Linked DNA regions of Mus musculus: region 2 is linked to region 1. A link is a contact called in public Micro-C data. All regions are on one chromosome and are shown on one strand. Each heading gives the region's core, a stretch centred on a gene start, on an enhancer-like site or on the middle of the called end of the contact. The rest is flanking DNA. Distances are from core to core; before and after follow the strand shown.

Region 1 (6,331 bases), core at 392-2,891:
ACACAGTAAATTCTAGACCAACCTGAGCTCCATAGTGAACAAGCAGCAACAATAAAGAAGTTTAAAAAGATCTGCCTCCAACACTCCTATCTAAGCGCTCAAATAGAGCTGGGCTTTTGTTTTTGTCTGTTTCTTCTGAGACAGTCTCATTATATAGCCCAGGCTGCATGGAACTCGCTAGGAAAACCAGACTAGCTCTGAACTCACAGAGATCTGCCTGCCTCTGCCTCCTAAATGTTGGGATTAAAGGTGTGTACTACTGTGCCTGGCTTAAATTTTCTTTAAAACACTTTCTTACTGGAAACTTCTGCTGGGCTAATGGCAGGGTGAAAGGAAAGTGGTGAAACAGATCAGCTGCTTTGGGAACAAATGATTACACACACACACCACATACATATACACATACATATACATACACAACACATACACACATACACACCACACACACACACATACACACACACCACACACACACACACACACACACACACACACACACACACATGAAATTTTCAATTTTTTGGGAACTCTGACTGCTTTAAGTGTCTGTGGGCCCTATTTAAACCCAGGTGTTCATGTAACTTTTGTGTGTGTGTGTGTATGTATGTGTTTGTGTATAATATCAAAAGGACTATACCCCTAACCTGAGCAGACACCCCAGATTTTAAGGAGTGGTTGCTTCTGGCAGTGGATGGAGATTCATTTAATCACTGGTTGCTAACTATATTCTCATCAGGAAGCAAAATAGTAATTTCAGTGAGAACTGTGGGTTTTCATATACATGTGCACTAATTAAGCATGCCAAATAATTCTAAATTCTTACACTCAATGGGCACAGTGATAAAGCTGCTAAAATTCATCAGTTCTCAGGAAGCTTCCATTCATTCTGATAATTCTACTTTAATACATATTTTTTTCTATTTTCGTCAAGTCAATCATATTTGTTTATGTTTTAAATGTTCACTAGATTAATCATGACTATAAAGTTAAATGTAAGCACTTCAACAAGCAGCAACTCTTTGGATGTGGCGGAAGTGAGCAGCTGGACCAGCGACACACTCCATGTGGACAGCCAAGGGAAGCCTAGGTTCTGAGAAAACAGCACCCTCCACAAATCTCAGAAAGCGCAAACAGTCTAAAATACATGCTCACGGCGCTAGGGGCAAAGCTCAGATGCCCAGTGTGCATGCGGCCCTAGGGTCAGTCTCAGCAGGACAAAAATAAAACAAAACAAAACAAAACAAAAAAATGAATAAAATAAAATAAAATACTTGTGAGACATTGGAGAAATAAATGATCCACTCCACTAAAGTCTATTTAGTACGTTCTAATCCATTCTTATGAGAAACAAACTCATTACAAAATTACCAATGACAGTAATCAGACAATTTCCCCTAAGAATAAGGCTGGGGTGGGAGTGGAGGATCTGGGTTTGATTCCCAATATCCACACAGTTCCCAGGGACTGGATACCCTCTGCTCCATCAGGCATGCAAGCAATGCACAGACACAGACAAGACAAATACAGTAATAATCGTAATAAGGCACACATGCATCCTGCTCTTTGAGTCAGAGACAGACTGGACTGACTGCTCGGGAGCTGCGGTGAACATGTGCTGCCCTGTGCTCTGAGTCACTGGCGAACACTGGGCAGTAGCTGGGCTTGCTGCGGTGTAGAGCCGGGAGGCGCCAGCAAACCACACCTACTATTAGCTGGCATCTTGGAATAACACCCAGAGGATCATTTAAGGCTCTGGTTTCTTTAAAGATTATAAATAGCAAGCGCCTTGGCTGCCTGTTTCTGGTTTCCTTTCCATCAGCGCCCCTTAGCGGCTGACTCACAGAACAGTGTCGTATAAAAACTTCTGTCAGGCGTGACAATCGGGGGTTGGTAAGCTCACCTAATGGCCTCTTTGGCGGTAATCACGATGCCACCGTGCGTAGCGGCTCTAAACTGACACTGAGGGTGGAGAGTGGGCACGGTTTTGTCCAACCCCGAAAATCCTTTCAGGCTGGCGATTGCCTTCTTCCTTTCCAGCTTCACCAGAATCCATAACAAGATCTCTTGGCAAAGTGACCTGGTAGATGAAGCAGTTATGAATGAATGAGCTTGTCATCTTATTCCATGAAGCTAGCAAGCTATGCGGGGGGGGGGGGGGGGGGGGGGAAGACACGATGACCGTCAGGTTCCACTTGATCCCAATGCTGCCCGGCCACTGGCTGCTGACACTCGACAGGGAAGCATGCATCTTACAAATTTCAGAGTACAGTGCCCTGGAGGTCACCCAGGGGTAGCTTAACCCTTGGCTCTAGAAGCCACCCCACTCACTAGAAGGGGCTGGGGTAGGCCCATGCTCCCCCGTCAGTCTTTGATGAGGATGGAACGGTGCTATGAGAACTTAATTTTTTTTTTACTTTTTAAAAAGATTTTATTTTTATTTTTAGGCTGGACATTTAGTCTTAACTACAGGGCTGAGTGTCTTTCTTCACCATTAGCAGCCATACTAATGACTGCTCTGAGTTATTGAGCTTATAATTTGTCAGGGACCTTTCTAGGGACTCCAGTTTACACAGTGTCTTCATAGTGACCCAGGAAAGGATGGAACTATAAACTCCTACCATGTGGAAGAAATGCCACAAACGACTGAAAATAGAGCTAATCCAAAAATCAATCTTTTTAAAAATGTATTTATTTAATGTTATGTGTGTGAATGCTCTGCCTGTACTTATGTTTGTGTATCAGATGTCCTGGGACTGCCGTTACAGTTGTTAGCCTCCATGTGGGTGCTGGGAATGGAAGAGCAGCCAGGGCGCCTAAACCGTGGAGCCATCTCTCCAGCCCCTAACTGAATCCGTTTTAAAGTAACACAGAAAGGGGATTGTAGATGACTAAGAAGCCCCTTTCTTCTATACTGAAGACTCTGCATATTAAGGCCAAATTCCAGGTTAAACTATGCAGTCACATCAAATCTGCACTTTTCAAACTTACTCTCCAACACTCCACTTGGGCATCATAAACTCCCACTGGTTTCCCACTTCCCAGAGACAATAAAACGCAGGATTTCTTACCGATCAAACAATGGCATGGTGGTCCATGGAGATACCTTTCCCTTCTACTGTACAGAATAGGCTATGGAAAATCATCCCCAAAACTACACCCAATTTCCCTCAACCTGCAAAATCCTCATTCTTTCTTTCTGTGTAGGCTGAGTAAGAGTCCCCAAACATCTTCCTGACTTTGAGAGAAAGTCTCGCCCTAATTTAAACTTGACCGTTTACAGACAAATGGGATTCTAATTCTAAGCGTATCCGGTCTGCTTGCTTACCTTATGTGAGACACACTCTGCTGGGTAAAACAGTAGAGAGAAAAGAACACCCGGAGGAGCGGAAGCAGCGAGTCCAGCAACACTGGGACAGGTTCATTTGCCACCACATACACCTAGGGACAAGGACACAGAGAGACAAACTACGACCAGGCCAGGGCAACGAGAGCTCATTGCCAGCCTTGCAAGGAACCTGCAGTTTATCTTAAACAGCATTTTCTTCCGAGACACAAAGTTCTAGTCTGTGCTCAGCCTGCCAATGGAGCCATGCTGGTTGAAAGCAGGGAAGGGTGGTTTCCAGCACCTTCTCCCACACGCAGACTGAAAAACAGCCCAAACACAAGGCAACTCACCCACTTCCTGACCCTTGCTTTCCTAGCTTCCGGCTGCCTCTGAGCCTCCTGATGTGGCTACTGTAATCTCCACAGTAGCTTTCCCACTGCAGAAGGCTGGTGTAACAGCTTATTATCAATTAGGAAAACTAAAACCCAGTCAGAAGGGCAAGGCACTGAGCTCAGTGGTGGGGCCTGTGCTGCTGGACTGTCCTTAGGGCTGAAAGAAAAGGAAAATTAAACTAAAACCTTCGTTAGAAACAAAACAGCTCACTGTGGTTCATCTCTTCCAAACCATGATGTTTAATGGATGCTCTATATTCTTTAAATTAAGAATTGTTCAAAAGATATGCTCACAGTAGCCCAAACTCGAAATCCCAGCATTCAGGAGACCAAAGCAAAGGACTGCTCTGAGTTTGATCCAGCTGGGGCTATAGTGAGAAGCCCTGTCTTTTAAAAAAAGGCATTATGGGGGCTGGTGAGATGGCTCAGTGGGTAAGAGCACCCAACTGCTCTTCCAAAGGTCCGGAGTTCAAATCCCAGCAACCACATGGTGGCTCACAACCATCCGATCACAAGATCTGACTCCCTCTTCTGGAGTGTCTGAAGACAGCTACAGTGTACTTACATATAATAAATAAATAAATAAATAGATAAATCTTTAATTAAAAAAAAAAAAAGGCATTATGTGGGGCTGGAGAGATGGCTCGGTGGTTAAGAGCACTGACTGCTATTCCAGAGGTCCTGAGTTCAATTCCCAGAAACCACATGGTGGCTCACAACCATCTGTAATGGGATCTGATGCCTTCTTCTGGTGTGTCTGAAGAAAGCAACAGTGTACTCATATGCATACAATAATAAATAAAAACTTTTTTTTAAAAAAGGCATTATAGCTCATGTCTATAATCTCAGCATCACGGAAGCAGAATGAGCAAAATCACTGAAAGTTTTAGGCCAGCCTGGACTAAGCAGCAAGTTCCAGATTAAACTGGGTTACATAGAAATACCTTGTCTTTAAAAGAGAGAAAGTCAGGACAGGAACGGGGGGAGGTGCGGGTATTGGAGAGCGAGCCCAGTCAGTAAAGCACTTGCTGTGAGAACAGGAGCACCTGAATTTGATCCCCAGCACCCACATAAAAAGTGGACACAGGCATAAGGATTCCCTGAGTGCTAGGAAGCAGAGACAGGAGTAACCCCAGGACTCACTGACCCCATCTACCCAACTGGATGAGCCCAGCTTAGTGAAAGACCCTATCTCAAAACAGAAAGTGGAGCGACTCGGGAAGCCAGCTAACACTGATCTCTGGCCTCTGAATGTACATACAGACACACATATGTACACATATACTCATGAACATGTACACACACATACAACAAACAAACAAAAATAAATGTAATAATCACTCTGGTATTTTAAAAACTTATAACACTCTGAACCTGCACATGGTGGCAAATGCCTGCAACTCTAGTACTCAGGAGACAGAGGTGGGCGGACTGCGGCACACAAGTTCAAGCCCAGCCTCATCTATATTGCTGCAGGCCAGCCAGGGCTACATATCACACAGGGGTACATGCATACATGCATGTATACATACATACACACGCACATACGTATGACCACACAATGTAAATGCATATCTAACTCTCCCTGTTAGTTTTAGCTGTTCTATTTAAAGATGAGGATGGGAACCTTGAAGAGAGCGCTGGGGTACAAATCAGTGCTGTTGCTAAGAAAGTCTGTAGAGAGCTCCGTGTAGATTGGGAAAAGCTCTGTCTTCCCAGCAAACCCTGGCCCTCGTGCCTCTTGACTCCTCTGTGCAACCTGATAACTAAAGAGCCTGTTTCCTGTGCATGATCTAATTTCCATAAGCTGCAAATGAAGGGCCTTGTAGGGCTGTGTTCAGAGGCAATATGCAGGCCTAATTACAGCATCACCAACTGCAGGAGGGAAAAGAAGAGATCACCAGGTAACGTAAGGGCCTATTGTCTTGCTCTGGAGCCCTGTTCTCAGAGTAAGTACTGTGGAGCCTTCCTTCTGCACCAGCCACCACACTTTGAATTTTACTATTTTTGTTCTGTTTTGGTTTGTTCTTGCAGTGATAGACACTGAGCGCAGAGCTCAGCTTGCCAAGCCCTCCACCCCTGAGCTACAGCCTGAACTCAAATTTTAACATGGCTTCAATCTCAAACATTTTCCAATTTTTAAAAAAAAAGGTGATTTTATATTTAGAAGAAAAAAACAGTACAGCAATTTATACAAATATATTATTTAATTAAAAAAAATTTTTTTTCAAGAAAGGGTTTCTCTGTGTAGCCCTGGCTGTCCTGGAACTCACTCTGTAGACCAGGCTGGTCTTAGATCCGCCTGTCTCCTGAGAACTGGGATTAAAAGTGTGCACCACCACGTCCCACCTATTTAATTTTTATACAAAGGCAAGGTGCTGAGAATACAGGGCAAAGCTGGCTTCAAAGAAGCTTATATTCCCGGGAGGGAGGCAGAAAACAGTCACTAGGTAGCTGGGTGGTGGTAGCGCACACCCAGCCTCCCAGCACTTGGGAGGCAGAGCCAGGTGGATTTCTGAGTTCGAGGCCAGCCTGGTCTACAGAGTGAGTTCCAGGACTGCCAGGGCTATACAGAGAAATCCTGCCTCGAAAAAAAAAATCTAGAAATCAGATT
Region 2 (6,605 bases), core at 500-2,999, 400 kb before region 1:
GGTATTTGGGCCTGGAACTGGAAACCCGTGGACGCCAAGCCGCAGGTTAGTGCTGATGTCAGGGATATTTGAGAATCATTGCTGCCCCCTGCTGTAAGGAAAACAGTTCACAGGTTCCGGAGAGGTATTGAATTTTCCTCAAGGTTTACGTGTATATGTAAGTATACGTGTATGTTTTGTTTTAGACAAAGTCTCTTGTGACTCTGAACGGCCACTAGCCTCAAACTCACTCGAAGCCAAGGATTGCTTTTCACGTCTGGTTCTTCTGCCTCCATCTCTATAGGGTGGGATTACAGGGCTATACTGCCTTGCCTGGGTTCTCTGGTTCTGATGATGGATGTACTTTAGGTAAATTTTCTGCCAACTGAGCTACGTCCTTAGCTTGTCCTGGCTCTTTTTTTCTTTTTTCTTTTCTTTCTTTTTTCTTCCTTTTTGCTTGTTTGGTTTTTTGTTTGTTTGTTTTGTTTTGTTTGATACAGGGTTTCTCCGTGTAACCCTTACTCACTCTGTAGACCAGGCTGGCCTTGAACTCAAAGAGATCTGCCGAAATCTGGGATTAAAGACATGTACCACCACCCCCAGCCATAAAAAAGTAGCAATTTCTGAGGCTTTTTTTTTTTTTTTTTTTTTTTGAGACAGGGTTTTTCTGTGTAACCCTGGCTATCCTGGAACTCACTCTGTAGACCAGGCTGGCCTTGAACTCACTGAGGCTAAATTTTTAACACCATGGAAAGATATAAAGGCACAAGAAACTCTTCCCTGTATCTGTTCCACTTTCCTCTGCTAATTATCATTAATAGTCCTTTCTTTTCTTTGTGTGTGTGAATGTGAGCTGTAAGTGCCTGTGTATGCAGGAATGCACACACTCTTGCGCACGTGAACACACACACATTTTTTAGAAAGTTTTCCTATGTAGCTCTGGATTGCCTCAAACTCACCCATCCTCGCGCCACATCCTCCACGTACCAACATTACAGGCACCGGTTCCCACACCTGACTTAATTTAATCTTTTTAATGAAGAATGGGTCCAGGTGTTTAGTAATACTACCATTTCCAAACCTGCTGGGACATCGAGATCAGAATGTCCCAGGGAGTTTCACTGGAAATCCACAGCTGCCTTCTGTGAACTCCATTCTCATCCCCCAGTCAGGGAAGGAAACTGGAATCTCGACACTGAAGGGCGCGTCCACGGTGCCGGTGTACAGACCACTGTGCGAACAGCCATCCACCCTCCCGTTTCTTGCTACAGGGGCAGCTCCTGTTTCCTGATTTCCTGTTACTCACGGGTTATTCACCAGAGCCTTATCAGGGTGTCTGCACAGCACCAAGACCCTGTGCCTTTCTTCCAGACCCGGGGAGGTATGGTGTGGTGTGAATTTCGACACAGCCAAGGCGGTGTTGCTGGGGGTTAGTTGGTTAGTGTGGGTGTTGGCAGCCAGCTGGGGCTCGGGTAGGGAGCCTGTGTGTGGGTGAAACTCAGGAATCCTGTGGCACTACAGTTACAGAAAAAAATTTAAAGGCCCAGCCCAGGCCTTTACGAAGTACAGCTGAGTCTGACAAACCCAGAACCAGCCCCAGCTCTCAGATCTTCTGGGGCGAGGGGTTGGGAGGGGGCGGGATACAGTTCCCTGTGGGCCCTTCTAAATCAGATAAGACATAATGCAGATGAAACGCGGGTGGGAAACGCACGGTAGACAGCAGATTACAGTCATAAAAAGAGATGACAGATTTCATCGTCACTCATGACCCACCCAAATGTCACGTCCTCTGGGCTCTTTCCCTGGCATTTCCTGCCCCAAGTGGATGTTCTTTCCATTGTACTCCCCGACACTTGAAATCGAACAACAAAAGGAAAAAAAAAATACTACTACTGCTGCCTGAGGTTTCCTGGGTCAGAATATCTAGCTGCTTTCCTGTTTGATCTCCCACCAGTCCAGGGGTCCCAGGGAGTTAAAGGCCCACGGGCTGTTTAGTCACGTGGTCTTCACTTTTCTTTCTTTCTTTTTTTTTTTTTTTTCTTACATACTCAATTAGCTTTCTAATTTCTGTAGCCCTAGAAACAGACCTATACCCGGGCCTCTTGATCCGTAACAAAAGTAGCACTTCAGAAATGAGGGGTTTTGCTTTTGGTTTTCTATGTTTATGATTTTTACAGTGAGTTGGTATGTATCACATGTGTGCAGGTATCCATGGAGACCAGAAAGTATCATATTGTCTGAAACTGGATTTGCTGGCAGTTGTGAGGCACCGTGTGGATGCTGGGAACTGAACCCACCGTTCAAGAACAGTGTGCGTTCTTAAACTCTGAGCCGTGGGTCTGTTAGCCCCGGAAGGGGATTTTCTTAAAGAAGGTCAATGAATCCGATACTCATAGAAAAATAAAATGCACCTGAGCCCTGTTGTTCGCCATTCTCAAACATCAGAGTTAGATTCGATAAAAGGTTACACATGGGGCTGAGGCTGTAGCACCGCTGGTTGAATGCTTGGGTTCCAGACCACCACCGCAGAAAACCAATGTGGTGATGCCTGCCTGTGATCCCACCCATGAGGACTTGACACAGGAGGATCAGGAACTCTGACACTGTCCTTGGCTACAAGCAAGGCCACTTTGAGCCTTTCCTTTGAGGCAGAGGCAGACAGATCTCTGACTTCAGCCTGACAATATGTTGAGTTTCTGGCCAAGCATGGCCACATCTTGAGTCATGAGGATGGGGTAGGTGAGGGAGAGAGAGACAGTTCAGATGGTAAAAGCACCTTTCGCACAAGCCTGCCGATCTGACTTTCCATCCCTGAAACCTCATGGTGGAAGGAGAGAGCTGACTCCTGAATGTTGCCCTCTGACCTCCACACACACCACTGGCATGCTACCCTTTCAGCCTCTCGCTCAGCCTCATCTTTTTTTTTTTTTTTTTTTAAAGACTGTTGCTAGGGCAACAGTTAGTAAAGTGCTCGCCTTGCAAATTCAAAGCCTTGAATTAGATCCCCAAAACCCTTGTAAAAAGCTGGGTGTGACTGCAATCCAGGTGCTGAGAAAGCAGAAAGAGGTGGATTTTTGCTGCTCACAGCCTGGCCCAGTTAGTGAGCTCCAGGCCATCGAGAGAGCCTTTTGGCTTCTGGGATTGTCCTCTGGCCTCCACACATACCTGTATGCACACACACTCACACACACACACACACATTTTGAAATATTTTTATTACTTTTAATTATGTGTATGTAGATATACATCTTGGTGTGGGTATGTCATGTAACCATGGCACCATGGAGATGACCATGGAAGCCAGAGGAGAGGCTGTTTCTGATCCCCAGGGGCTGGAGTTCCAGCCAGATACGAACGTCCCACAGAGGGTGCTAGGATTTGAACTCGGGTTCTCGGCGAAAGCAGCAAGGGCTCTTAAACACTGAGCCATCTCTCCAGCCCCCTATTTATTGTTGTTGGTTGGTTGGTTGGTTGGTGATTTGAAACCAATCCTCTCTCTGTAGACCAGGCTGACCTAGCCTCCAGCTCAGAGATCTCTTGCCTCTCTTTCCAGAGAGCTGGGATTAATGGTATAGGCCTATACAAGCCACCCAGGGTCTCAATACTGAAAGAAGAAAGTGGACAGGATCTGTAAACTATCTGTAATTGACACCCTCTGGTAAGGGGGAAACAGTTTTCTCCAATGGAGCTTTATTTTTTTTTTTTTTTTCCAACCCCCCACCCCCCGGAGCTTTATTTTATATATCAGCCCTCAGAGCAGTCCCAAGCCTTGGAGAAATAAGCCTTGGAGTATTTTTGTGAACTTTTTGTTTCATTTTACTTTGTTTTAGCTTTTTTTTTCTTTTTCTTTCTTTCTTTCTTTCTTTTCTTTTTTTTTTTTTGTCTTATTGGTCTTCCTATTTATTTTGATTTTCATTGTGTGTGTGTGTGTGCGTGTGTGTTCTGTGAGGACTTTTGTTCTTGTTTCTTTGGGTTTTTGTTTGTTTCTGAAAAAGAAAGATAGAGAACAGAAAAATAAAGGCAAGAAGGCAGTAAAGATCTGGGGAGGGATTGAGAGAAGGAAAAAAATGATCAAAACATGTTGTGTGAAAAAAATTTTTAACGAGAAAAGAATTCTAAAAAAGCATATGCTACCACACCTGACCCCATTTACATTTTTATTATCATTTTAATATTTATACTTATTATATTTTTGTGGGTCTGAGTGTTTTTGCCTGTGTGTATACATGTAAACCATATACATATGTATATATGAGTGGTTTTGCCTGATACTCTTGGAGGTCATTAGAAGATGCTGGATCTGCTGGAATTGAAGTTAGGGATGTTTGAGACCTACTGTGTGGGTGTTCTGGGGTCACTCGGGTGCTCTGCCAGAGCAACAGGAGACAGGTGCTCCTAACCTCTGGGCCATGCTTGTTGTTGTTGTTGTTGTTTTGAGACAGTCCTACTATGTAGTCCAGGCTGAGATCTTGAACTTCTAGTAAGCTTCCTGTCACTACCTGCTAAGCCACAACAAACTTATTTTTAAAAAAAAGAAAGCCGGGCGTGGTGGCGCACGCCTTTAATCCCAGCACTCGGGAGGCAGAGGCAGGCGTATTTCTGAGTTCGAGGCCAGCCTGGTCTACAAAGTGAGCTCCAGGACAGCCAGGGCTATACAGAGAAACCCTGTCTCGAAAAACCAAAAAAAAAAAAAAAAAAAAAAAAAAAAAGAATAAAATATAATACTCAGAAGGCCTGGCAAGACGCCCAACAGTTAAAGAGCACAGACTACTCTTGCAGAGGACTCACTGGGAAGCTGTCGCCACAGCTCCAGGGAAAGCCAACATCCTCTCCTGACCTCCACAGCCAGCTCTACTTACAAGGGAAGCACACACCCACAAACACAATTTTTAAAAATGTTTTAAGTTTTGGAGGTAAACCACAGAGGGGTTGATAGAAATCTTTTTTCTTTCTTTTGTTAAAAGTAATTAAGTGATGTATTTATTTTTGTCTTAGGAATGGTGTTTTGCCTGCATGTATGTCTGTCTGTGTGAGGGTGTCGGATCTCCTGGAGCTGGAGTGACAGCCGATTGTGAGCTGCCATGTGGGGTGGGTGCTGGGAACCGAACCTGATTAAGAGCACTGGCTGGTCTTAATGGTCTAGACCCAGATGGAAGGTGCTTTCAACGTCCACAAGTGTATTCCCATCACACTGCCACTAGGCTGACTTAAAGGAGAAAGACAAGTGTAGGCTGGTGTAAGGGTTGAGGAGATGAATCTGGTCTTGCTTTTCTTTTTTCCCCAAGAAAGAAAAGAAACTGCCACCTAAAATGACTGCATCCCTCTCCTTGAGCAGCCTACAGTTAACATCTAAAAGTTTGATGTGTGCATTTTCTTTCCTTCAAACTCGAATTAGCATCTTCACAGCAGTCTTTTTCCTAATTGTCCAAAGCGGGCAAGAATCCAAGTGTCTATCAACAAGAGAATGGATGGGTAAATTGTGGGCTTCCACACAATGAAACACAATACTCAGCTATAAAAAGGAGTGACGTGGTTTGATCTCAAAGACAGTGTGCAAAAGAAGCCAGATCGAAGACTGTGCTCAATGTGAGATTTTGTTTATGTGAACTTCAAGAACAGGGGACACTAATCAAATCCCTTGTCATCCGAGCTTACTGCTACCAAGCAGGTTTGAATTTAAAACCAGATTTAGAGTGGGGAAAATGTGACTTGTTGGTAGAGATTATGCTTAGCATGTTCAAGGTCCAGGATTCTAATCCCGGAGCCCCAAAACAAAGGCTGTGTAGTAAGATTTTTGTCTCTTAATAGTTAAACTGAATTTGGATTTTAAAATAGATAAAAGATTTAAACCGAGTGCTACCATGTCCAGTTTTCTGCAATCCTGGTACTCACGAATACTATGCAAGCACCCTAACAAATGAGATAAAAAAATTCCAGCCTTTAAAAAAATTTATTTGCGGGATGGCTCAATGGGTAAGAGCACTGACTGCTCTTCCAAAGGTCCTGAGTTCAAATCCCAGAAACCACATGGTGGCTCACAACCCACCTTTTATGAGATCTGACGCCCTCTTCTGGTGCATCTGAGGACAGCTACAGTGTACTTGGACATAATAATAAATAAGTCTTTTAAAAAAACTTATTTGCACGTGTGTGTGTGTGTGTGTGTGTGTGTGTGTGTGTGTGTGTGTGTGTGATATTCCTACATGTGTGACTGCACTATGTGCATGCAGAGCCCCAGAGGCCTTTGGACCCTCTAGAGCTGGAGTTACTAACTGTAACCATGTTATCATGTGGGTCCTAGGGACAGAGGGAGGAGCCAGTGTTCTTCGAGGCTGAGCTATCTCTCCATCACCCATTGTAATAGTTTTTGGTTTTGTTTTTATGGTTTTGCTTTTTGATTTTTAATATAGCCTTGGCTATTCTGGAACTCACTCTGTAGACCAGCCTAGCATCAAATTTACAGAAATCTGCCAGTCTTTGCCTCCTGAGTGCTGAGATTAAAGACGTGTGCCACCTCCTTTTTTTTTTTTTTATTTTTATTTATTTTTTTTTTTTTTTAATTTAACTTTTCACTGGGGTGACCAATTTGGCTTTCATCTCAGCCCAGATCCAGCGTTTTGAGCCGG

The links. Hi-C and Micro-C count contacts between places; a contact is called where the count stands out from the background.
Region 2: a contact with region 1 is called in a Micro-C map of the HL-1 cell line, with 3 times the contacts expected there. The contact joins two enhancer-like sites. A contact is called at or near these places in 5 of 39 promoter capture datasets (the 3T3-L1 cell line, 3T3-L1-derived adipocytes, embryonic stem cells and 2 more), 1 of 484 Hi-C or Micro-C datasets (the HL-1 cell line) and 2 of 115 datasets of contacts at active chromatin or transcription factors (both in embryonic stem cells).

What each region holds. Positions count from the first base shown.
Region 1 is chr8:106,713,716-106,720,046 of GRCm38.p6, reverse strand. Tango6 (transport and golgi organization 6) reads right to left here. Exons shown (of 18, transcript NM_173037.1): 8 at 3,326-3,438; 9 at 1,901-2,077. Among named protein-coding and RNA genes, the nearest start is that of Tango6, 34 kb to the right of the region's middle. Within about 2 kb of position 1,641, at least 113 of the 459 cell types and tissues checked have an H3K27ac peak or open chromatin away from gene starts, as enhancers often do. A contact at or near this core is called in the HL-1 cell line, where this site is marked.
Region 2 is chr8:107,109,690-107,116,294 of GRCm38.p6, reverse strand. No RefSeq gene overlaps it. Among named protein-coding and RNA genes, the nearest start is that of Gm39240, 11 kb to the left of the region's middle. Within about 2 kb of position 1,749, at least 131 of the 459 cell types and tissues checked have an H3K27ac peak or open chromatin away from gene starts, as enhancers often do. A contact at or near this core is called in the HL-1 cell line, where this site is marked.